Regions from separate parts of the Mus musculus genome. Here all the other regions are linked to region 2. A link is a contact called in public Hi-C and capture Hi-C data. All regions are on one chromosome and are shown on one strand. Each heading gives the region's core, a stretch centred on a gene start, on an enhancer-like site or on the middle of the called end of the contact. The rest is flanking DNA. Distances are from core to core; before and after follow the strand shown.

Evidence for each region. A called contact is a pair of places that touch in the nucleus more often than the background predicts. Capture Hi-C pulls out chosen DNA fragments and counts their contacts.
Region 1: a contact with region 2 is called in a capture Hi-C map of bone marrow-derived macrophages, with 8 times the contacts expected there. The contact joins two enhancer-like sites. A contact is called at or near these places in 5 of 484 Hi-C or Micro-C datasets (bone marrow-derived macrophages, cerebral cortex, embryonic stem cells and 1 more), 5 of 115 datasets of contacts at active chromatin or transcription factors (acute myeloid leukemia, bone marrow-derived macrophages, embryonic hindbrain and 2 more) and 1 of 9 other capture datasets (bone marrow-derived macrophages).
Region 3: a Hi-C map of cerebellum shows a contact between it and region 2, with 2.7 times the contacts expected there. The contact joins two enhancer-like sites. A contact is called at or near these places in 4 of 484 Hi-C or Micro-C datasets (ECoMG myeloid progenitors, cerebellum, cerebral cortex and 1 more) and 1 of 115 datasets of contacts at active chromatin or transcription factors (bone marrow-derived macrophages).

What each region holds. Positions count from the first base shown.
Region 1 is chr14:64,184,800-64,187,499 of GRCm38.p6, forward strand. The region is part of intron 5 of Msra (methionine sulfoxide reductase A); the gene reads right to left. Among named protein-coding and RNA genes, the nearest start is that of Gm52129, 13 kb to the right of the region's middle. Within about 2 kb of position 1,277, at least 74 of the 459 cell types and tissues checked have an H3K27ac peak or open chromatin away from gene starts, as enhancers often do. A contact at or near this core is called in acute myeloid leukemia, bone marrow-derived macrophages and granulocyte-monocyte progenitors, where this site is marked.
Region 2 is chr14:64,322,395-64,325,094 of GRCm38.p6, forward strand. The region is part of intron 1 of Msra (methionine sulfoxide reductase A); the gene reads right to left. Among named protein-coding and RNA genes, the nearest start is that of Gm52131, 10 kb to the left of the region's middle. Within about 2 kb of position 1,362, at least 84 of the 459 cell types and tissues checked have an H3K27ac peak or open chromatin away from gene starts, as enhancers often do. A contact at or near this core is called in acute myeloid leukemia, bone marrow-derived macrophages, cerebellum and 1 more, where this site is marked.
Region 3 is chr14:64,157,108-64,159,807 of GRCm38.p6, forward strand. All of the region lies in intron 5 of Msra (methionine sulfoxide reductase A), which reads right to left. Among named protein-coding and RNA genes, the nearest start is that of Gm52129, 41 kb to the right of the region's middle. Within about 2 kb of position 1,379, at least 10 of the 459 cell types and tissues checked have an H3K27ac peak or open chromatin away from gene starts, as enhancers often do. A contact at or near this core is called in cerebellum, where this site is marked.

The DNA of each region.
Region 1 (2,700 bases), core at 27-2,526, 140 kb before region 2:
GAAGTGGTCTTGGAGTCCAGCACGCCAAGTATTCCTATAGGCTGCAAATGCCCTACAGGGAAGAGAGTTTAATCAGGTTTCTAACGAAGATGGAAGCATCAGCCTTTTGTGGATATCTTTCACAGTTTAAAAGAAAAAGATGAAAAAGAATCATATGTGTGCATATGCGAGTGTGTATGTGAATGTGAATGTGCACCTGAGTATTGCTGCTTTGGAGGACAGTGGCTTTAGACTCCCTGGAGCTGGAGATACAGGCAACTGTGAGCCACTCTATGTGGGTGCTGGGAACTGAACCCAGGTCCTCTGCAAGAGCAGCAAGAGCTCCTGACTATGGAGACATCTCTCTACTTCCCTTGTTTGTGTTTTACTGTGATCATCTACAAACAACAAAAAAGTTACTGTTAGCAGAAACACTATTACTATTACGGACACACTATCTTTTAGGAGAGATGAGCTCAGAGAGGGGAATCAGGCAGGATCTCATTTGGACTTGGGTGATTGGTCACACGAAGAGTAGGCTTCCAGACAAGGTCCAGGGTCTCAGAGCATATGGGGCATTTGATTCTCTTTAGAATGTTTAGCTGAACTGTTCTGTCAAGGAATTCTAGAGCAGATCCAAAGAATTACAGGAGACAATAGTTTTGTGCAGTGGTTTTAAAGACCTGCTTGGTTGGCATCAGGGCAGGGCAGTAAGATAACTTCTGATTACTGACCACGTGTAGCCTGGCTGACTGGCAAGTGACTTCGATGGTCCTGAGTGACCCTGTGACTGGCAAAGGAGAAGCTGGTGACTCTGGAGATGGAAGTAGGAGGTGGATCTAACTCAGAGAGGCAGCTATGCTGGGTCTGGAGTCATGTAACTCAGAAATGCACCCTACCAGCAGGTTCACAGGACACCAGAGCAGGAAGGGCTTTGCTCTGTCTACCCACCCAAGGATGTCACATCTGACCTTCAGAAGCCACAAGGACACTGAGAGGAGAGCAATACAGGCCCAGACTGACCTACCCAACCCTGTAACCTTGTTAGGACTTGAGGTGGGCTAACCCTAGTTGAGAAACAGTGGAAAGCAAAATGGTTTCCACAGAAGCATCTGTTGGTGAGGAAAGAGAATTGCAGAAGGATGTTTGTTTGAAAAGCATTAAAATTCAACCTTTGGAGAAGAAAGACCAAAGCCCTGAGACCACTTAAGGTTACTGGTTTGTGACTCATGACTTTGCATAAAAGGAGAAAGTGCCCCGAATGTCCTAGCAGGTTATGGGGAAATGAAACTGAGCAAGGCCTCCTGACTCAGGCTCAGCAACTTCCTTTAAAGTCAGAAGTTAGAGCAGCCCAAGGGAGACCTTGCCTTTACTGAGTTTCCTTGTCACTCTGGACTTTGTCTGTGACACTTGTGGGCCATCTGAGGATCCTGGGGACTCTGCCATTCTAGCATCCAAGAGTCTCTTACAGAGAACTCAAAGGTGACCTGTCCCATACATTAAGGACAAGCAGGTATTATGATATGAATATAAACTCTACTGTTGATAGTCCTGAGAGCAGAAATGTCCAACTGTGCTGAGTTATTAGGACAGAGGTTCCTGCCTGAGTTACTTGTCTTGTTTCTGAGACTAGATGCCCAGCAAAGACAAACTGAAAAAGGGAGGGCTATGTTAGCTCAAGTTCTAGAGGGGATACCACCATCATGGTGGGAAGGCCTGGCGGCAGAATGACGAAGCTGGTCATGTTCCCATCCACAGTCAGTAAGTGGAGAGAGAGGAATGCTGGTGTTCAGCTTGCTTCTTCCTTCTCTTCAGTTCTGGATCCCAGATCCTGGGATGGTGCTGTCCACACTCAGAGTGGGCTTTCCCACCTCAGTTGATCCATCCTCTCTAGAAAAAGACACGCTCCGAAGTTTTTCTCCTAGATGATTTTAAACTCTTTCTGGTTGACAATCAAGAGTACTGTATTCATGAGACCACCATGATTGAATCTGGGTAGCTTTATAGGGAAAGGAAAAGGGACACAGAGAGATATGCACACAATACACATCTACTCCTGCCGTGGGAGATGTACCTGGGGAGCCCTGTCAGAGCCTGTGCTGTGCTGTTTGGACTTCTGCCGCTATGGACAAAAGCAATGCCTCTTTTCATATATATGTGTGTGTGTGTGTGTGTGTGTGTGTGTGTGTGTGTGTGTATGTGTGTGTGTGTGCATGCACACATTTGCATGTGTGCACATGAAACATGTTGTGTGCAGGCGCATGTGTGGGGACCCATATGTATAGCATGCATGAAGAGGTCAAAGGACAGCCTCTGGGGTTGATACCTGGACACCTTCTGCCTTTTGTTTGAGATAGCATCTCTCACTGGCCTGGAACATTGCCATATAGACTAGGCTAGTTGGCCTGTGAATCCACCTCCCATCTTGTCCTCACTGGAATCAGAGGCATGTACCACCACATCTGGCTTTCACAGGAGTTCTCTAGATCTAAACTTAGATCCTTGAACTTGTAAGGCAAGTGCTTTACAGACAGAGGCACCCCTCCAGTCCACTTAATTTCTTTATTAAATACTTTGTTTCTGGTATTTTGCTATAGTGTTAAATGGACTAATCCAGTGACTATCATGCTTCTCTACCCAGAAGCCCTTGTTCTCTGTCTGCTTGGGTCTTGTGACTCCATGAGAATGAGAGTTGGTGTTTGAATAAACTAAGGAATCAAG
Region 2 (2,700 bases), core at 112-2,611:
CTGGTTCTCTGCCAGGCTCTGTGCTTCATGTCAGTGACACAAGAGAAAGATGAAGTGTCTTCCCTGTCATCACCCTTCATCAGTTCGCGCAGCCATCCCCCTCCTCAGGACTGCTGGTCATATCCATGAGCCCCAGCTCTTGCACCAGGGCAGGCTGGTGCTCTTAAAGCTCCCTGCTCTGCTGCAGCCCCCAGGGCACCCGAGCTCCCGGGCTCACCACATCACCCCAAGAAATGCATTTCATCATCATCCCTTTCAGCTAGAGCATTTCATGTTGGGGATACTTTTAATAATCACCACACTGAAGCACTGCAGCTGACTTCTGCACTTGGGAGTGCACACGTTGTAGGATGGAAATTTCCTGACTTCATGAAATCTCTCCCCATTAACACAAGTAATTCCTAATGACTATCAAAATCAGATCGCCTTGGAGTAGGGGAGATAGTTTAGTTAGGAAAGCACCTGCCCTCCAAGCACAAGGCTCTGAGTTCAAATGGTCAGCATTTATATAAAGAAGCAAGCAAGCATGGTTGCACTCATCGGTAACACCAGTGCTGAGGAGGGGGGACAGGAAATCCTTGGAACACAATGGCCAGCCAGTCTAGTCAATCAGTGAATGGCAGGTTCTCTGACAGAGTCTGTCTCAAATGGCAATGTGGAAACCAATAGAAGAACATACCTATGTCATCATCTAGCCTCTACATGCACATGTGTGTGGCACATGTGCACACATGCTGCAAACTCACAGGCACCCACATATCCAATATTACATACATTGAAAAACAGATAATCTTGAGAGTATAAACTGCATTTAAAATTAAGCTACCTTATGGATTAAGATCTGTGTTTCAGCCAAAGGATTCAGTGAGATCCTTGTAAATGGAACAGTTGAAAATGCCAGCATACAGGAGTAAGTCAAGACCAGTCCCTTCCATACTAACATGTCTCAGTGTTTTATGACTTCTAAAGCACAATGTAGATTTTAATATGCATGGTAAACAGAAAAATCATACTTCTAATATTGTTTTGAAAAATATTTGTCTTCTAAGAGTGGTAGGGTCTGGGCTTTGCTGGTTCACATTGCTTTATGGCCCTGGTATATGGCTGATGCAAAGCTATTCACTTTCTCCCTGATAGTTGTTAGAGAGATCAGTTTGGGCATATTAAAATAACAGCTTCACAGCACAGTCGAGTCCTTGGAATGTAATTAAGGTGCATAGACCTCAGAGGCATCTTCTCCGCCAATCACCAGCCATATTATTTCCTGGGAGCCTAACCCAGCGCTTCCTGTGCACACTGAAGTCAGCTGCCACTAACGGTTGCACACAGCACTGTGCAGAGCAGGCAGTTCACAGTTCACTGACAGCCCAGAGCACTCTGCTGATCTTTTCTTTCTTCTCTGTGAACCTGTCAGCAGCCCAAGCAGGTAGCTACACTCTCGCTTGATGGCACATGGGTTGCATGGAGGTGGCACATGATGCTGTCAGCTGTCAGTCAGCAGCTGAGCAGGAGTGGCCGGGCGACTCCCCGCTCCCACCCCTTCCTCTCTGACAGTGATAAATGGTCAGCCTGGTACTCAGCTAAGCCAGAGGGGCCCAGTCTTCCCCATGCAATCTGTTCCGGCGGATAGCCCCTTCCCTACAGCGTCTCTGGCAGTATCAGGCAGCATTATACTTAGGTCTGGGCCGGAGAGGACCTCGTTGGCTCTGTGGCTGCTACTCTCCCATAGAAAAGGAATTTTGGCATGATTTTGTGCACAGACTATAGCGGTACAAACCTCATAGTAAACTCATCTGTGTTCATTCTCCTTTCACACAGGGAATAAAGCAGACACAACTAAAACAATGTGATTTTAAGAAAGACAAATTGTGGTGGTCTGAACTCAGTAGTGGCTTTGTACAGGATGGCCTCTGTTAAATGAAGAGGCACCGGGCTTCTGAAGTCATTGTCTGTTTCAGGAGATCATAAAGGAAGAAAAGACTCTAAGAATAAAGAGGTGGGACACTGGCAAGGTTCAGCACAGACTGGATCTGCAAGATAAGATACTGTTCCTTTGCTTATGGATAAGTATTAAATGCAGGGTTCATATAGAAAAAAGAGCATCAGCGGCATTCTGTTATAGAAAAAAAAAACAAAACAACCCTGTGAGATAAGAAGGCACCCTCATATGGAACAAGGGAGGGGAAGTATAGGAGAGTATGTATGACACACTGAGGTTTGCTTAAAAAACACACAACACACATGCACACGTGTGGGTGTACACACACACACACACACACACACGTATATGCACGCATGCATACACATGTACACGTGCAACAAACCATCCTATTAGTTTGGGGCTCTGTTCTTGGTGATATATTTCCTTTTTGGAAATACAAATACCAAACATTTCAACTGTTCACAGTTATCACCATGGTAAACACCATGTAGCCCTGGAGCCTGTTCCTAAGCTGAAAGCTGTTGAACTACTCGGGGCTCACAGACTGTACCCAGCCTTGTGACAAAGTCCCCAGATGACCCCCTTCTGAATCACAAAAGCAATTCTGCAAACAACTTTGAAACGGCAAGGGGTTGAGAACACCCTAAGAGACCTCAAGAAAAGAGGGGTGCTGTGTTTCCCCTTGAAAACTGTTGTGTGGCCTCCAGAGCATGTTTAAAAGAAGGAAATATTTTTAAAACACCAATCTCTCCAAATTC
Region 3 (2,700 bases), core at 129-2,628, 170 kb before region 2:
TGATAATGGACTGAGCTTCTGAACCTGAAAGCCAGCCCCAAATAAATGCTGTCCTTATAAGTCTTGCCTTGGTCATGGTGTCTGCTCCCAACAGTAAAACCCTAACTAAGACACTGCCCAAGATGAAAGGCTACTATCTAACTAGATCCTACTTTCCCAGTAGTAATCTGTTCATGCTTGCTGACTGAAACCATGCCGACATACCTCTGATCCTCTAGGATCCCAAGAAGGCCAGTGCCTACGATAGGTAGGGAGCAGATAGACCCAGGGTAACTGAGTCTTCAGGACAGTCAGAGCACTCTAGGGATCCTTGCCATGGTCCCCAGATCTCAAAGGAAATCATCTCTTCTGCTTCTAGTCTGCTTGTGTGTGTTGCTGGCTATCACAGTCTACAACATTAAGAGTCAGGTAGGTGAGGTGCATCACCATGTCATTCAATCTGGCAACTCTAGAAGAATGAGTGCTTCCATTCTTATGAGCCCAGCCTCCAGGGGGACAGATAAGCTGAACTACTGCTACAGGGTGACATAGAGTTGGCTTCTCCTAACCCTCTTTTCTTGTCATGGTTTGAAAAAAAAATTAAACACATACACATACACACACACACCAACATAGTCTTAAAAGGAGAAGGCAACTAAATGTAAATAGCCTGATAGCCTCATGCAATTAGCATTTCTCATAAGCAAGCCCCCTGGGATATCCTTTTGGGATGTTTCCAAACAGAATTGTCAAGGTGCTCCCAAAAAGGAGGCAAAATGGGGAGCTGTCCTGAGCAGCAACCCTGCCCCAGGCTAGCCATCTTCCTAGGTGAGCCTTGAGAGTCTTCCAGGAAGAAGAAGCCCTTCCGACTGAGTCTAAAAGCACGGGGAAGAAGCATCCAGATGGGAAAGAGATGTTCCAGGCATAGGAATCATAGGAAACAGAACAGAGAAGCCAAAGAACATCACCGTAGGCCAGTGGGAACGTGGTCACTCAAGTCAGGCTGGCACGCTTTGGGGAATGGTTGGCAGTTAGTAGAAGATGGGGTCAAAGTCAAGCTCCGTGGTACTGGGTATGGGAGTGGAATTCTGCATCAGACCCTAGCATGTACAAGACCTTGGGCTTCATCCCTAACAAAAGCCCCAGCTACTGTTTTGTTTCTCTTTCCCTGGAGCTTGACATTGAATGTGACCATGTGCAGGTTAGCATTCTCTAATTAGTGTTCATAGCATACCCAGCCTCTCTTGTTTTCTGGGCAAGCCAATATCTCCCATATATCTTTCAGGTGTTTGAGCTGGGTTTGTGATCCATGAGTCAGATTACAAAGAACCCAGTTTGTCATGTAATGAAGATTGGACTTTGTCCTTTGGGCAATACAGAACAGCTCAGAGGTCACTGCAACGGACAGGGGTGACAAAGGCATGAAGATGACCCCCACAGGTCGCCCTAAAATCAGTGAGCCTAGGCCTATGACCTAACCAAGTCATTTAGAAAACAACAGCTTTGTTCTTTTGATGAGAGAATAAGTCTTGGTCTTGTGGAAACAAAGGGGCTACCACTAGGGGGCGTAGAGGTTAATCAATGAGCTTGGGGTGGGGAGGGGAGGTGCTAGGGTAGATGTAGGAGCAGAAGAGGAAGGAGGGGGCCTTCCTGCTGGGAGACCAGGAGGCTCAGGAAATGACCAGAAGGCAGGCCTGGCACTGAGGCAATCGGTTCCAGCCCTGGCTCCCCTTCTGCCCAGGCCACCTGTGAGTAAGATGAGAAGAGTTAAGGACCTGGATAAGAATGGCAGAGACTGGCCAGCTGACAAACAGCACAGGGGACCTAGGATCTGCTCCCTGGTGGCTTGCTATTTTAATCGTCCCCCTCATTAAGTAATCTTTTCCAGTGGCCTCCACAGCTTACAAGCAAGGTTGGACATGGGGTTGACAGGAGGTCATGTGCAATGCCCCAGAAGTTGACCTTGCTCTGGGCAGGCAGGTGACCTGTCCAATAGTGAAAAGTGACACATTGCCAAATGTGGCAGGGCAGGACGGTCAAGGATGTAAAGCAGGCCATGGTGGAGAGAGTGCTCTACAGTTGACAGGAGTGGAAAGTGACCAACGCCAAGGTTATGAGGCAACCTAGTGCAGAGTGGACATCACAAGGACATCGGTGTGAAGCGAAGCCCTCTGGGTAGGAAGCATTGTGTGTACAAGGGGACAGAGACAGGAAGAGGAGGCTGTGACAGGCGTGGGTTGTGAGGGTTTAAAAGGTGTCTCAGCCGCTGCAGCGTTGTCTGAATGCTAAGATGAGGTTAGCGTGTAAGCCAGACCCATGGAGTGGTGGGCAGAGTGAGCTGATGCAGTGGCTGTCACATTGGAGCAAGCCCCAGAACACATGCAGGGTGTGCAGAGTCACTACACACATGCTCCGGACCCACTCCAGGGTTTCTGAGTCAAGGGCAGGCAGCATCTGAGTGTTTAAAAAGTTCCCAGAGGGCACTGAGGCCATCAGGACCGCACCTGTAAGCTGAAGGAGAGGGGCTTTGCAGCCAGCAGGCTCTGTGACCTCAAGGGTCAAGCCTTCTTCAAGGTGCTCATGGTCAAGGTGACCAATGCAGCAAGGGGGCTGGGCATGAGATCCTCACTGGAAGCGCCTGCAGCTCTCAGGGGTGTTTAGGTCACTGCAGGCAGGTCAGGGGTAAGCCAGCCCTCCTGCTTTCCCGGGAGGGTGGTGACT